Linked DNA regions of Mus musculus: regions 2 and 3 are each linked to region 1. A link is a contact called in public promoter capture Hi-C data. All regions are on one chromosome and are shown on one strand. The core of a region is the stretch at or near the end of the contact, and the rest is flanking DNA. Distances in the headings are between cores, read along the strand shown.

Region 1 (3,450 bases), core at 473-2,972:
CCCCTACAAGCATTTTCTTTTATAAGTTCCCTTGGTCGCAGTATCTCTTTATAGCAAGAGAAAGTAACTAAGACAACGGTACTTACGCATTACCTCTCCATCCATCTTGCACACACGGACAGTCATCGCCTGGCCATATTCCAGTGCAATCTGGGAGTTGACCTCTTCTAGAGTAACCTAGGGAGATGGAGATCATAAGAGCTTTCTGGTGTTAGAATGGGGCAATTCTGTGTCTGAGAGTCCTGCCCCAGTGGTCCTTTCCAAACATGCCCTTTCACTGACATGGCCCTACCCACACTGCTGGGGAGCGTCACTTGGAGACACCTGATGCCTTAATGTCTCCCTAGTTATAGATGATATATACCTACCTGTCAGTGGCCCTGATCAAAAAAGGGAACCAAGCTTGCCTACTGTTATGGTTTGCATATGCTCAGCCCAGGGTGTGGCACTATTAGAAGGTGTGGCCCAGTTACAATAGGTGTAGCTTGCTGGAGTAGGTGTGTCACTATGGGCTTGGGCTTTAAGACCCTCATCCTTGCTGCCAATATTCTGCTAGCAGCTTTCAGATGAAGATGTAGAACTCTCAGCTCCCCCTGCACCATGCCTGCCTAGATGCTGCCATGCTCTTGCCTTGATGATAATGGACTGAACCTCTGAACATGTAAGCCAGCCCCAATTAAATGTCCTTATAAGAGTCCACGTGGTCAGCCACCTCAGTGAAGTTGGAGATTAGGTTGTATTGAATAAACTTTAAAGGAAAAAAAAAAAAAAGGAGTTGCCTTGGTCACACTGTCTGTTCACAGCAGTAAAACTCTGACTAAGACACCTATTGTGTGTTAGGATTTTCAATTAACACTGGGCCTGGCGATCCTGAGAGTATTGTATCAAGAGGCTCCAGGCCTGTACCTCAGGTCCAGGGTGCAACTGACCGGCTACCTAAAACCTTTGATAACAAAATGTCTTTTGTTTGTTTTGAGGCAGAGACCCACTACTCCAGACCCTTGGCTGGCCTGGAGCTCTCAATGTATCAGGCTGGCCTCAAACTCACAGAGATTCCCTTGCCTCGGCATCCCGGGTGCTGAGATTAAAGGTCTGGCCAGACAAGAGATGTTTTAATAAAACACAGAGGGAAGTACAAATAAACTTGTGTAACTCAGTGGTAGAGCACTTATTTAGCATTCGAAAGGTTCTCAGTTTGGCTCCCAGTTCTGTGCGCACACAGACGTTAAATAAAAACACCTTTGATTGGCAAGGTTAAAGAATACATTAACTACTAAGTCACGCATACTGAAGTTTCAGGCAAAAGGAAAAGACTTGTCACACTCATCCTGAGTTCATATCTTAGTGTTTGTTTAATTCAAACTTCACGGCTCAGAGGGGCTCCTCACCCTAAGCGTTCCACTTATGCGCAGAAGCGTCTTTCTCTGGTGGGACCACCAGCGCCCATCCACACCCCAGAGCCCTGTCTCGCACCTGGATCGGAAGGTCGCAGAGCAGCGGGTCTTGCACCACCATGGCGAGACCTTCTTGGAACACGTCCACAGCCTCGGAATGGGGCAATGTCTCCTCATCATCCTCGTCGTCCTCCGGCACCTCCGGCCGATCCTCAGCCTCCGGGTCCTCCAGGACTGCCTACTACTAGACTAGTGTTGCTTTCCGGCGCTCCTCCAGCCTGCCCTGCCTTCCAGGTTGATAAGCAAAAGGCGCGTGCGCAGTGATTGTGTCCCGCCCCGACGAGATAGCTTAGCCAATGGTATACTGCGTGGCTTCAGTAGCCAATGAAATGTGCGAGTCTTCGGGAGGCTGGGAGCGTGCAGACAGCAGGTTATTGGCTGGATAGAGCAGGTCACGTTGGTGGTGCGAGCGGCGCGGGAGCTACGAGCTATTCTGTTCCCCGCTGCTGAGCTTCTCTTCGGTCTGGGCTGGTTGTCAAGGAAGGCCAGCGTTGCTATCGTTTCGCGCAAGACACCTGTCCCCGTGCACGGCATCACCCAACAAGGTGACGCTGGGAGGCGGGCGCCTCCTGCTGCCTGGGGCCTGCCGTTGCCACTCGCGTGCTGTTGCCCCAGCCAGGTCGCTTCGCAGTCACTTGAGATTATGCCATGGGCTCCATTCCAAAAAATTGCCTAAAAGGTCCACTTTAAAGTAAGGTGGAAGCCGGGCATGATGGTGCACGCCTTTAATCCCAGCGCTTGGTAGGCAGAGGCAGGCGGATCTCTGAGTTCGAGGCCAGCCTGGCCAGAGTGAGTTCCAGAACAGCCAGGGCTATACAGAGAAACCCTGTCTCAAAAATCCAACCAACCAACCAACCAAAAAACCCACCAACCCCCTCCCCGCACAAAAACCAACTCCAACTCCAACACACACACACACACAAATAGAATAAAAAGTGAAGTGAAGCTTTGGCTTGGTGGCACACACCTTTAATCTCAGCACACAGGAGGCAGAGGCAGTTGGATCTGAATCGAGAGCTAGGTCTGTATGGGAGAGCAGGGACTACAGAGGGAAGTTGTCTAAACAAAACAAATCTAGGCGGGACCTGTGGTCCTCGGAGCTGTCAAGGGCAGCCTTGCCATGCGCTGATCTCTAGTCCTCGTGTTCTTTTACACCACCAGTCCCTGTAACAACTGTTCTTATGAGGACGCTGTGTAGGCAGCACTGTGGGCTTTTTCTTTTTTCTTTGCTCCCGTCACATTCCCTGGATAGCTACTTTAATCACTTGCCTCATTTTTAAAATCCTATGTGTATGGGTCATTTTCGGCGTGTATTTCTTCTGGGCACTGAGAAACATCGTGTGAGTGCTGGGAATCAAATTTGGCCCTCTGGAAGAACAACAACCGTGTCTCTCTCTCTCTCTCTCTCTCTCTCTCTCTCTCCCTCCCTCCCTCTCTCTCTCTCTCCCTCTCCTCCCTCTCCCTCCCTCCCTCTCTCCCTCCCTCCCTCCCTCCCTCCCTCCCTCAATCATGGTTATCCTACTTAAAACTCTTATCCCCTATGCCAAGCTTGTTGTACGCACTTGGAGAAAATCCTAGCACTTGGAGAGACTGAGGCAGGAGAAAGGGTTTAAAGCCCAGGAGAGTTGCACAGCAGAGATAAAGAAGAAAGTAAGAGGAACAGGTTACATAGTGAGACCCTTTCTCAAAACAAAAATAAACAGAAAATCTACAGTATAGATTAATGTGGCCATAAGTAAGCACAATTTATTTGTCTTTGACATTTTTGTTTGAGATATCTTCTCTCAAATGAACTGTTTCAGGCAATTTTGGCTTTATCAGCTATGTCTATTAGTTTTCTGCCTTTATCAGCAGAAAAAGCAAGCCAGATCTTTCCTTTCCCATGTTTTCCTTTCTAGGCCATCACGATTTTCATGTCCTACCATTCTACCTCATACCTATATCTATATTTCTATAGCTCCATATTCCCACATGCATACACATCTGTGAACCAGAG
Region 2 (3,450 bases), core at 289-2,788, 3.0 Mb after region 1:
TGTGTGTGTGTGTGTGGTGTGTGTGGTGTGTGTGTGTGTGTGTGTGGGGGGGGCTAGAGAGGAGGTGCTGCCACGGTGGACAGCTTCTGCAGTGGTGCTTCATGAAAGCTGTAGGCTGAGGCATGAAAAGTGTGGCCATTATGAACAGCTCCTGAGGGGCAGCTCCCGATGAGGTGAGAAAAGCAGTGTGCCACTGTGGACCACTCTTACGGCTCTTATGATGGCTGTAGGCTGAGATGTTGTGATACCGCCATTTTGGACAGCTCCTGAGGAGCCATAGGCTGGGCAGCAAGGAGGGGCCTGGAGCCCCTTTGATGACTTTTGTGGCTCAGCAGCTTTTGTGGTCCTCAGAGACTTCAATGATGAGACAGGTGACAAGACAAATCCCCACAGAAATGACCTTTTCGTCCATAAGGAAATTCTTGGACAGAAGACAAGATTAACTAGCTAACATACTAATTGCTGACTTGAGAGCTGGGTCCTCTATCAACAGCTTTAGTATATATTGAAATAGTTCTCAACCTGTGGGCCACGGATCAGAAATCCTGCACACCAGATTTACAACAGTTGTAAAGTTACAATATGGAGTAGCAATGCAATAATTCTATGGTTGGGTGTCACCACAATACGAGAAACTGTATTAAAAGGCTGCAGCATTAGGAAGGTTGAGAACCACTGAAACGTTGAGATCTTCAGGGTCCTCTGCCTCTAATACCCCTTTAGTTCCTCCTGAGCTTTCCATGAACATTTGCTGTATGTAGCTCCTGCCCTCAACCAGACCTGGTACTGTGCTGTCGGCCCAACACACAGTCACCTCTGGTTCTCACTGAGTCCTCCACTTCCACTTTCATGAAACTGAAGTTGTAGAGTCTGCTCCTCCAGCTCCTCACCACTCTCATTATATAGCCTTGGTGGGCCTGGGACTCTCAGGTCTGTCTGCCTGTGGCTATCAGGAGTATTGGGATTAAAGGTGTAGGCCACCACATCTAGTTATAAGATTCTTGGGAGTCCTCTGGCTCTTAAGTAGGAAGAGAGCAACCTTGATACTTTCTAAATACTGTCTATGAAAGCCTAATTAAATGGAGATTAACTGATTTTATACTTGTCCTAATTTTAGTTGTTGTTAACTAAGCTTAGACCCATCCTTAGACAGCAAGCAAACGGCTTGCAGAATCAATCAGTAAACCTCACAGAGCATATTTCTCTCAATTTTGTTTTCAAGGGCCAGGGGGTCTGAAGACCGCTAGGGATGAGGTGGGAGGAGGTCCTCAGGGAAGCCACGCCTTCAGCACGCCATTTTGAGACGGGCCGCGCGCACACGGGAGCGCGAACGCCGTCTCTAAGCGCAGTAGCCAATGCCCGCGCGTCTGCTCTCAGCCTAGCAACTACGGGCCAATGAGTGGAGGGCTATCGTTTGCCCCGTTCTCTTCTAGCCAATAGGAAACGTTCCTAATCCAGCCCCCCCCCTCCAGGAGCTCAGGACTCAGGCCTCACTTCCGGGCTGCTGCGTACGTTGTCATAGCGACCATTTTACGTTAACTGGTTTGTGGTGTCTAACCTGGGGGCCCGGCGATTGCGGGGACCTTGCTGCCCGCATTCTCCGTCGCTTCCTGCGGCCGAAAGGCCAGACAGGGCTGGGGGAATCCGGCCTAGGCGTCCGCGTCGCCGGGTGCGAGCGGGATGGCTGCGGAAGAAGAGGACGAAGTGGAATGGGTGGTGGAGAGCATCGCTGGGTTCCTGCGGGGCCCGGATTGGTCTATCCCCATCTTGGACTTTGTGGAGCAGAAATGCGAAGGTAAGAACCAGACTGTGAACAAGCCAAATATTACTGTCTCTGCCTGCCGGGCCTAGGACAGTTTTGTAGAAGGAATTACGTACATCCCTTCCCGAGTGGCTCGTTTGTTTGCAGACGTGAAATTGCTCACCAAGACTTTTCACCCACTCTGCCCGAGCGCCTGTCCTGAAGACATTAGACTTTAATCCCATGTTCGGCCTGTCACTTCACCCCGTATCTTTCTACCCCGCGCAAGTGGACTGTTTGGGTAACCAGCATCTTCCTCAGTTATTTGGGGAAAACGTCGTTTTTCTTCGAGTTCCTTCTGACCCCTGAGATGTCGCCCTGTGGACTCAGCCTATGAAATGACAAATTCACTCTGGCCATTTTATCTGCAAAGGGGGGCATTCGATTACTCCGGCAGGACCAAAGCAGGCGATGGGGAGGAAGAGCTTTCTAACAAACGAGATATACAAATGTGGCATTCTTTTGAAGGACCAGCATCAGTGCTTTCTGATCGGTTCATATCACGCTCATATCCGAGTTCATAAGACGAATTGGACTCTGTTCATAGAGAAGCAATCACAAACGATGTCCTATCCAACCTTTATCTTGGTTTTTTTTTTTTTTTTTTTTTTGCCTAGGCAATACTTGGAGGGTAGCAATATATATCGTCTGAACTTGTGTCTTAGGTTAGGGGGACAGACTTTTTGTAAAGATCGGTGCAATAGAGCTGGGGTGAGTGAATACTGACTCACAGCTGCAGAGAACACATTTCAGTGAAGGGAATCTTTTATACACTTTTCTAGGATGAGGTGGCCTGCTTGAAAAGTTAATGGGTTCCCAGGCATTTGAAGTATCTGCATACACTCGACAGTGACTGTACTGCAATGCAGCTTGTTTGAGATTCAGCTAACAGAGGGTTCTTATCCTGAATTGTCTTGCAAGACTTCTCTCAAACCCAAAATTCTATGAATCTAGTAAAGAAAGAATGTTGTTTGATCACTGAACCTTTTATTTTATTCTAACTGTTAAAGTTCAAACACGAGTTAAGTGTTTTGGTAGGCAGCTTTTATGAAGGATCAGAAAGCAAAGCAATTGACTTGTGTTCCTGTAGAATTTAGAGTGCTGTTAAAAGGTTGATGAATCATGGGGATAGCCTGGCCTCCTGCAAGAGGGATTATGTCTCCCACTGATTTTCATGTATTTTTGAGACTAAATCCTTAATAGAAATTGTGTGGGGTATGGTATGCCTTCTATCCATCCACAGGTGTCAAGAGTGGCTACATCTCGGTAGTAACAGCTGATTGTGCATTTTTACAGAGAAGCAAAGCTAGGGCTTACAAACACACCACAATGATGTAGTTTTAGAACTGAAAAGAATTAGTATTTGTATTGAATGCATGAGAAGTGTCACAGAGACCAAATGCAATGTAAAAAGAATTGAAGTCAGAACACTTGGAATAACTTTATACCTCACTGATGTGGGGCTGCCAATGTGCTGTTCTCTGCCTCAGAATGCTTAACGATTAGTTTGGACAGCTCTGTGATATTAACCTTTCAGTATTCACTGAGTTATCTTAGAGCAGACACTGGGGATAGATATGCTATCCTTAAAAAGTTTACAGTCTACCATAGAAGGTGCACAAGTAAAGAGTAAAATATAAAGTGTCAAG
Region 3 (3,450 bases), core at 606-3,105, 2.7 Mb after region 1:
TCACTATTGGATGTCTATTTAATATTTTACTGCTAGAGATTCAGCAATAAGTAAAATAAGGTCCTGGCTCCTTGGAGCTTAAAATTTGGTAAGACACAGATGATGTAATTGCAAATAGTCAAAGACAGGGGAAGGGCACAGTCACTGGGGCACACATCGGAGTAGTAGTGGCAGAAACCCAAGTTCCTCCTTTGGTGTCCTATTAATATCCTTTTAGGGGCTTTTATTCTGACAAAGCTATCTTTTTATGTTATGCCCTTGTTCCTACTTGAAGCAACACATTTTATTCTCTGTAGTGTTGGATATCAATTCTAGGGCCTCACACATGCTCAGATAACCTTTAACCCCAAAGTAAAATATTTGAATGATGTGGAATAACACCATCACTTTTTGCTTTTCTGTTTATGTTCACATTCGTGTGGGTACATGTGTGGAGACAGGAGGATCACGTTATATTGAGTGTGTGTGTGGGTCTTCTTAATCAGTCTACCTTTTATTTTTAAATTTTTATTGCACTTCGTTAGTTCGGGGGTAGGGAGCGCTGTGAAAGTCTGAGGGCAACTTGCTAGAGTTGGTTTTCTCCACCAATTGAATCTCAAGGTTGATCAGATCTAGAGCAGATGTAAATTTTCTTTACTGATGGAGCCATCTGGAAGCCCCATCTTATTTTAAGAAATATGTATGTCATGTGTGGGTGTAGGGTCGTCGGCCCCCATCTCTCATTGAACCTGCTGGCCAATGAGGTCCAGGGAGTCTCCTGTCTCTGCTGGCCTACCATGTCACAGACTCCACCAAGCACACCAACCTTTTTAAAAAGTGGGTGCTTGAGTTCCAACCCAGGGTTCTGCATATCGAATATTAGCTACTGTGTCATCTCCTAGCCCTACATTTTTACTTTTCAAAATGTGTAATTTGGAGGCAGCAGAGCTAGTATATTAAAATGAGGAAAGAGCAAACAGAGATTATTAGGGAGTTACGGATCCTCGTTGTAAGAAAACGGAGCACGCCTACGCTTACGGATAGGGTGAAAAGACATTGAGAGGGTGCATTAGAAAGGGCACTGGGTTTGTGAGGTGGAGAAGGGACTGAGAGAAGGCACCAGCTTTTAACAGCTTCAAGTTTCCCCGAGGGCACATGCTCCTATTTTCTCCAGGATGGACACGCTCCACATTTAAACTTATAGTCGAAAACTAAACATTCTGCAGATTTTCTTATCGTATGTTTTTTAAAACGTGAAAAGATGAAAATTCCAATACATTTAACCGTTTCATACTAGGGAGGCGCGTGACGCTCAAAAGCTTCTTCCGATCGGATGAAGGGTAGCGGAAGGGACTACCGGGAGGGGCAGAAACCTGCACTTAGAAAGACTTCGACTATACCTTAGATGTGGCTAGCTCACTACGGTGTGACAGACACCTTCAGCCCCCAAATGCCTTTCTAGCCCTTAAGCCTTCCCTCCGGGGCATTTCCAGAGAGTCCCCACCCACGCGCAAATCATAGTGCCTCATCCCCTGAGTCCTCACCTGACTCTCTCCTAACCCTCACTCCACAGCTTAGACAGTGTAATCAGGTATCCGGGAAGTGTGGAAATGCATCCTGGGACAAGTAGTTCTAACAAGAAGAAAGCAGTGTAAAACTACAATTCCCAGATAGACTTGTTTTACCTCTCTCTTATGTTTCACAAGCCCCCTTTAAAGGAAAGCCTCTCTTAATCGCATCGGCTGTATAAGAAAGCCTTTTGAGGCATTTTTTTTAGTTGAGCACATCATTTCGAGGCCATTCTGAGGTAAACCGAGAAAAGAGCGTAAAGAAACCGAGCGAACGAGCAAATCTGGCACTGCGTTAGACAGCCGCGATTCCGCTGCAGCGCGCAGGCACGTGTGTGGCCGCCTAAGGGGCGGGTCCTTCGGCCAGGAGACCCCGTCGGCCACGCTCGGATCTTCCTTTCCGATCCGCCATCGTGGGTGAGTGTATGCTCTGTGGCCGCGCTCTGGCTAGTGGCGCTACGCGTCGCTCTCACGGGTGTCGTCGGATCTAATCCGTCTCTTTTCGAATGCAGGTGGAGCCGCCGCCACGATGCAGATCTTTGTGAAGACCCTTACGGGGAAAACCATCACGCTCGAGGTACGGGCCACCTTGCCGTTGAGGAAGCCAAGGCCTGACTGAGGCCCTTAGTGTTTGAGGGCGGGTTTCTGAGTTTTGAGTTGTGAAACTTGGCTTTGAGCTGAGATTATGGTGCTTAGCAAAAACAACGTTTGGTTTTCGGTGTGGTACGGTTTAGCCTGCTTTATCCCGAGTGGCGAAATGTAGGGTAGGTGATGGGAGACGCTTTTCTCCGGGCAGACGCGTTCCTGTGCTTCCCCCGCCGTCGCTCGCCCTGGTATGGGGACTAATTTGGATTGTAGCACTCTGGGTAGTTTGCACGCGGTGTCATCTTAATTGATTACCTTTAGCTCACCTCCTCCTTGCTCGTTTTGTATAAAGCTAGCAGTTAATGACTTACTATGTAACCGTATATTAACTACATATATCAAAACTTGGCAGGTTGAACCCTCGGACACTATAGAAAATGTAAAGGCCAAGATCCAGGATAAGGAAGGCAAGTAAAGTTTGTCACTAGAAAAATGACTGGCTTGTGTGACCTAGACACGTTTGTTCTTAAGGTAGAAAACAGATTAATAAATTTAGATGCTTTTGAAAGTAAAATATTCCTGACATTAGTGTCAGGCTATCTGATTAACTGGAAACTCTGCAGGACAAATCTTTTAAAAGTTAATCTAGAACTGTTTACTGAGTCACAAAGACGATAAAATGCTCAGGCTGGGCAATGGCCCAGTCCACACTTTAATCTCAACACTAAGGAGGTAGAGGCAGCCTGGTTACAGAGAAAGTTCCAGGGCTTTTACTCTTGGAAAAAGTTGCATCTAAGTCTGTGACCACTGTTAGCAATCATTTGATTCACAACAATGGGGAATGTACCTTGTTCTATTAAGCCCAGTATTTTTTCCTCTAATAGGAATTCCTCCTGATCAGCAGAGGCTGATCTTTGCTGGTAAGCAGCTGGAAGATGGCCGGACTTTGTCTGACTACAACATTCAAAAGGTTTGTTTGAGGGAAAACATGCAGAAAAAGGGATGATATTGAATCCACTAACACTTGCTGAGCACTGTAGCTGTTCCATGATTTTAAAATATGCGATGGTTGGTTGACCCTTTTTGTAGAGAGCAGTCTCCTGTAGCTCAGGGCCAACTTGAACTGGATTCCTGAGCCTCCTTAAAATTCCTAGTGCTGGAGTGACAGGCCCAACACCACCCAACTTTTTGACAGGCTGGAGTTAGACTTGTTGATGCTACAGTGCTGCTGTTTCATCTTCCACTAACAGGAGTCCACCCTTCATCTGGTGTTGAGACTTCGGGGTGGTGCTAAGAAAAGGAAGAAGAAGTCTTACAC

The links. Promoter capture Hi-C pulls out the DNA fragments that hold promoters and counts their contacts.
Region 2: a contact with region 1 is called in a promoter capture Hi-C map of pre-B cells, with 10 times the contacts expected there. The contact joins the promoter of Cfap36 here to the promoter of Snrnp25 in region 1.
Region 3: a contact with region 1 is called in a promoter capture Hi-C map of pre-B cells, with 8 times the contacts expected there. The contact joins the promoter of Clhc1 here to the promoter of Snrnp25 in region 1. A contact is called at or near these places in 1 of 39 promoter capture datasets (pre-B cells) and 1 of 484 Hi-C or Micro-C datasets (B cells).

What each region holds. Positions count from the first base shown.
Region 1 is chr11:32,203,687-32,207,136 of GRCm38.p6, reverse strand. It overlaps Snrnp25 (small nuclear ribonucleoprotein 25 (U11/U12)), which reads right to left and starts at 1,722. Exons shown (of 5, transcript NM_030093.3): 1 at 1,474-1,722; 2 at 87-177. The coding sequence starts at 1,515. It also overlaps a transcript of Il9r not described here.
Region 2 is chr11:29,245,360-29,248,809 of GRCm38.p6, reverse strand. Cfap36 (cilia and flagella associated protein 36) reads left to right here and starts at 1,538. Exons shown (of 10, transcript NM_025740.3): 1 at 1,538-1,795. The coding sequence starts at 1,681.
Region 3 is chr11:29,546,355-29,549,804 of GRCm38.p6, reverse strand. Clhc1 (clathrin heavy chain linker domain containing 1) reads right to left here and starts at 1,855. Exons shown (of 12, transcript NM_028504.1): 1 at 1,665-1,855. It overlaps Rps27a (ribosomal protein S27A), which reads left to right and starts at 1,765. Exons shown (of 6, transcript NM_024277.2): 1 at 1,765-1,964; 2 at 2,060-2,124; 3 at 2,545-2,599; 4 at 3,017-3,102; 5 at 3,383-3,450. The coding sequence starts at 2,077.